Linked DNA regions of Mus musculus: region 1 is linked to region 2. Evidence: chromatin contacts called from public Micro-C data. All regions are on one chromosome and are shown on one strand. Each heading gives the region's core, a stretch centred on a gene start, on an enhancer-like site or on the middle of the called end of the contact. The rest is flanking DNA. Distances are from core to core; before and after follow the strand shown.

What was found. Hi-C and Micro-C count contacts between places; a contact is called where the count stands out from the background.
Region 1: a contact with region 2 is called in a Micro-C map of muscle stem cells, with 10 times the contacts expected there. The contact joins two enhancer-like sites. A contact is called at or near these places in 4 of 484 Hi-C or Micro-C datasets (adipose-derived mesenchymal stem cells, brown adipocytes, muscle stem cells and 1 more) and 2 of 9 other capture datasets (adipose tissue and pancreatic islet).

Annotation. Positions count from the first base shown.
Region 1 is chr11:105,904,297-105,906,996 of GRCm38.p6, reverse strand. All of the region lies in intron 18 of Tanc2 (tetratricopeptide repeat, ankyrin repeat and coiled-coil containing 2), which reads right to left. Among named protein-coding and RNA genes, the nearest start is that of Cyb561, 39 kb to the left of the region's middle. Within about 2 kb of position 1,271, at least 32 of the 459 cell types and tissues checked have an H3K27ac peak or open chromatin away from gene starts, as enhancers often do. A contact at or near this core is called in muscle stem cells, where this site is marked.
Region 2 is chr11:105,758,245-105,760,944 of GRCm38.p6, reverse strand. All of the region lies in intron 4 of Tanc2 (tetratricopeptide repeat, ankyrin repeat and coiled-coil containing 2), which reads right to left. Among named protein-coding and RNA genes, the nearest start is that of Tanc2, 170 kb to the right of the region's middle. Within about 2 kb of position 1,349, at least 39 of the 459 cell types and tissues checked have an H3K27ac peak or open chromatin away from gene starts, as enhancers often do. A contact at or near this core is called in muscle stem cells, where this site is marked.

The DNA.
Region 1 (2,700 bases), core at 22-2,521, 150 kb before region 2:
CTCTAATGACAAATCAAACACTATTAGGCAGATGTGCATATTTTGGTTTTCAAATGTTGGTCTCTAATCAAAGAAGCTAGTGAAATTCAAATCAAGTGGTCACTTATAATTTTTTCACTTAAGTGAAAAATTATAGAATTTTAAACATTTACATCAATTATTTGGTGTATATATAAACAAATGTGGACCAAGGACAACTTGCAGGGTTCAGTTCTCTACATGCATCCCAGAGACAGAACTCAGGTCATCAGGCAATCAGCAAGTGACCTATCACTGAGCCATCTGCATTTGCCTTTGGGTTTAGCTTAATTTATCTATAACTGGAGCCATATGTAAAAATGAAACTCCTTATAACTCTCTCTCTCTCTCTCTCTCTCTCTCTCTCTCTCTCTCTCTCTCACACACACACACACACACACACACACACACACACACACACACACACACACAGAGATTTCAAATAATGTTTTCCTGCCCTAAGGGTAAAATGGGTTCATAAGGGAAATTGTGGCAATTTTTGAAGATGTATTCAATTTTATTTTGCAATTCTTGTCATTAGTTTTTCTGCTTAATTTGTCATAGGAGGACAGTGTTGTTCTTTCTGCAGTGAATATATATGTATGCACTGAATGCAGTGGAAGTGTGTGTGTGTATACACACATATATACATACTTTCTCTCTCTCTCTCTCCCTCCCTCCCTCTCCCCCCCCCCACCTCCTTCTTGAGATAAGAGTCTCTCTTCATATCCCTGGCTGTCCTGGAACTCACTCTGTAGACCAGGTTGGTCTCAGACTCTTAGAGGTCTGCCTCTGCCTCCCCAGTGCACCCCCTTGTCTGAATTCCAAGTGCATATGTTTAACAGTTTAAAAGATTATTAAGCTTGCACAGGCATTTGAATACAAAAGTAGCTAAGAACTTAAGACATGCCTCAAATAAAACACTTTGAAAATTTCTAACTCCCATATTTTGTTTAAAGTACTAGGTTATAGGGTTGTGGCAAACTTCCAACTATGTACAGGCCAAGAACATTCTTTTTCTTAAAACAAAGCAAAACTGATAGCACTTTGAAGAAAACAGACTAGTACTTCAGAACCAAGCCTTTCACTAGTGATGCCAGTTCACAGAATGCATTATTCACAGACAGTGCTCGCCTGGAAAGTGGCACTGTCTACTTTAACAATTATTTTACTCTGGTTGGCCTCTTTCACTCTATTGAGTAATGCACTTTTAATATTCCACTTGGCGTTGTTCTGTTGTATAATCTCTGTTGTTTACGTTATGATGTCATCTGGCAGCAGTCTTCAGATGACAGCTAGACATGGTCATGAACACAGCTGCCCAGTTTCATCTCAGAACCATGCGACTATGTAGAATGCAGTCTGCACTGTTTAGGATCAAGACCAAGGAGTTGCTTTGGCTGGGATATTATAAGTCTTATCAAAAAGTGCTAGGAGTTCTTGAAAGAAAGGAATTAAGGTAAAGCCATGTCCATAAACCATAACAGGAGAGGAGAAGGAAAGGAGGAGAAGGAGAAGGAAAGGAGAAGGAGAGAAAATAAATCATTTCCTAAGAGATCTGAAACAGAACTTGTTTCCCTAGTTGGTCAGCACCTAGCAAAAATGGTTTGTGGTGTGTGTGTGTGTGTGTGTGTGTGAGAGAGAGAGAGACAGAGAGAGACAGAGACACAGAGAGAGAGAAAGTGTGAGTGTGTGACTGTGTGTGTGAATGTTTGTGTGTGTGTGTGAGAGTGAGACTCTGTGTGTGTGTTGTGTGTGTGTGTGTGTGTGTGTGCTTGAAGAGGCAGATAGGAAGTAGCTCAGAGATGAGGAAAGAGCTTGGATGGAATTTTGACACTAAATGACATTAAACAGAATACAGAAAAGCAAATGACTCTTTTATCTATTTCCATCTTGAAGAATTATAACATACAAGATCAATGGAGAAAGGTATTTAGAGAGACAAATGATTACTACATCTAAAACATTAGTTACACATTAATGGAGCTATTTATTTCATGCTGTCTATTCCAAAGTCATGGCTGACAAAGGAGAATGGGGTGGCGGAGGGCAATCTGGGTGGTATGAATGGAAGAGAAGCAAGGGTAAAAGGCAGGCTGGACAAAGGTGTGTAGACAAAGGTGTGTAGACAAAGGTGTGTAGAAAGGCACTGAGATGGGAAACAATGTACAGTTGCTGTTACTACAATTACCAGAGACGATAGCAAGAGTTGAGCCTGGAGATCATGACTGCTCTTGTGCTGTATGTAGTTCTGCTGGGTGGTTCTGGCACATACCTTTTAATCTCACACACACAGGAGGCAGAGGCAGGCAAATCTCTCAGTCTCAGACCAGCTTGGACTACAGAACAAGTTTCAAGACAGCCATTGCTGTTATACAGAGGAACACTGTCTAAAAAACAAAAACCAAACCAAACCAAAAAAAAAAAAAAAAAAAGAAAGAAAAAGAAAAGAAAAGAAAAACAAAGAATGTAGTTGTACAACTAGTAAACCATGGTTGGTAAGTAGAGAGGAGAGAGCAAGGAAGATCAGCAAGTAGACCTCTGCAATAATCTTGGCCAAAGATGACACAGGCACAAAGTATGGGAATCTTATTTTGTGGACTCTGCTTCTATAGTGGCTAGGGGCTCTAAGTGGTTGGCCCTGGTCTACGCCTGTACAGAGGGACTGTTGTATTGCTCCTT
Region 2 (2,700 bases), core at 100-2,599:
GGAGTGGGACGACAAAGCATTGGACTCTGGGGCAGCCTTCTGTTTGTTTAATATGTACTGTACTCTTTAATTCATTTTGTTTATTGCTTATTTTTGATACTACCTAGAGATAATACTATCTTCAATTCCAGGTTACACACTTATCTTAATAGAAACTTATTTTAGGAAATCTAAAAACATTACTATAAAAGAACAAAATCAGTACAACGTGCCTATGCTATAAACCTGCTTCAGATTATAAAGTGAAGCCTAGGAAGCACAGTAGGAAACATTCTGGCACTGCGTTTTCATTCTTCCTGGTGTTCTAAAAACCTTAGCTCAAGTTTGGTTATACTAACAAAGAATCCATACTTGTGGAAAATATGCATAAACAATCACATTACTAAGACTGCCCAGAGCGATTTAGCACAGACATTCCCAAGTCACAACTACTTTGCTTCATAACCAGAACAACAGCTACATTCGATCAGTGATATAATTAATATGGTGTTAAAGAGATTAGGCTCCTGACAGTCATTCTGACTTGTGAATCTAGAGAAGGAAAAGCCTCATTTGGGCTGGAAGCACAGTTCAGTGTAGCAGGGTTTGCTTAACTTCTATGCATCCCTCTGTTAGAGCCCAGATTTAAAGGAGTAGAGCAAAAAGAAGGAGGAAGGAGGGTAAAAAGAAGATAAGGAAAGGGGAAGAAAAGAGAGGTACTAGGTGGTAAGAGGAGGCACTTAGGGGAAAAAAAGTAAAAGATTCAGCATTTATTTTATAACACTAATTTACAAATGAATGCAAAGTACAATATTGCATTTGCTGTGACAGGATGAAGAACTTATGCAATGCTACCAGAAGAGCTTTTGTTGCTTTGGGAAAAAGAGAAGCCCATATTTAATATATACTACTACTGAAAGATAAGTCTGAGAATAAAACCCTCAAGATCTTTTAATACTCAAAATGGATTCGTAAGGTCAATTATATCTTATTTATCAGGATGTGGCTCAAGTTTTCCTGTACTGTTTTGTAAGTGTGTCCTATCTGGCTGCAGAGATAAAACCCTGACATTTCAGATCTGAAAAATGATAAATTTTCAGAAGTAGGAATTTAGAAGTAGGAATCACTCTGTCCTGTTCACTCCAAGTAAAATATATAGTATTGTTATTTTTCCACAGTGGTTTAATATCATTTTTAATGAGCAAGAATAAACAAAAGACCTAAAACCAAGTATCTCAAGGTTCTTTGCTACCGTTCTGAACTGTACTTTCAACTGGAGCTACGAATGTTTCTGACACAGTTCTATGGACTCACTCTAGAGAAGAGTGTAAAGGATGCTGCCAGGCAACTCACTGAAGTCTGAAAGAATCTGAGCACTAATAATGAGCCTGTCTGTTTGGCTCCCACACAAGAAGGATTTAGTGAAGTCCACATGTGTTTACAGGCCATTCACAAGAAGAGGGTATCTGTAAAAGTGAGTGTTCAAGAGGAATCAAGCTCAGTATCTAATTCAACTTTAATATTTCTAATATCTAAAGCATTTTCTGCAACTATCCAGAATTCCAACAACAATTAGGCACAAGTCATAATCAAAAGGTCCAGTACTGAATGAACATTCTTACACATATCTTTGATGCTCCTGTCCACACAGGGCCACTATCACATGTCTTTAATTACTTCAAATCACAAAAATAATCCTGAAAACCTCATCTGCCAAAATTACTTTGAAATTTATCTTTGAAACTGTTTGCAATACTCTCATCAGTAGATAAAACAACATGTACTTTATAAAACCTATGCTCTTTTAGGAGAATAAGTATTAAGATGCAAGAATTAACGTGTTTTTATGAGTACTATACATGCAAGGCTGCTCTGCCGGGTGGGCCTGCTGCAATCCTCCCCTTTTCAAAGCAGACGCTGCATGCATGCTTACCAGGGCAGTATGCATCCACGTCCAGTTTCTGAGCTGAAGTGAGGGTTGGGGAGCCAAGCTCGGACTCTGGAATTCGTGGGCTCTCAACAAACTTTGCCTTCCTCAGAGGGGCTAAGGACAAAAAGAAAGAGAGAAAGAAGGAAAAGGAGAGGAAAGCAGAAGAGGGGTGAGAAAAAGGAAAAAGGAACAGAGGGAAAGAGAAGGGGAAAGGGAAAGAGAGAAACACAGAGGGGTCATGAGTAAGGGGAACAGCAGGCAACAGATGGAAGCACTTACATGAACGACACACTCTGTCAGACTCAGATCAGGTTACCCTATTTTTTGTGCCAGAAAAAAAAATTAACTGCATTCCTCATACAGGAGATGGGTCTTGTTTAAAAGTCATTGAAAATGGGAAAAGCTAAAATCTATTATCCAAAACTTTGAGCATAAATTGTAATTGTCTACCACCTCTGGTTACTTCCTCTCTTTATTAAGAAAGGACTTTCTTGTCTTGGCTTTCTGTGCCTTCAAATACAAGTACTAACTAAGAAAAGTACTGAAAGAAGTTTTAAGGTTTAATTACAACAGCTGTAATGAAGTTTCCTTTATCCAGAAAAAAATTACTCATATTAAGTACTGAAAGTGTGATTAAATATTGATGTAGTTTAATAAGGAAATCAATCATTTTGCTGTTCAGCCATTAGAGTAAGAAGTCAACAATGCTAGGATACTAAAATACAAAGTAGGCCATGACAAGTTAACACAAATGCTGAAAAGATATGTCTTAGTTACAAACTTAATCATGA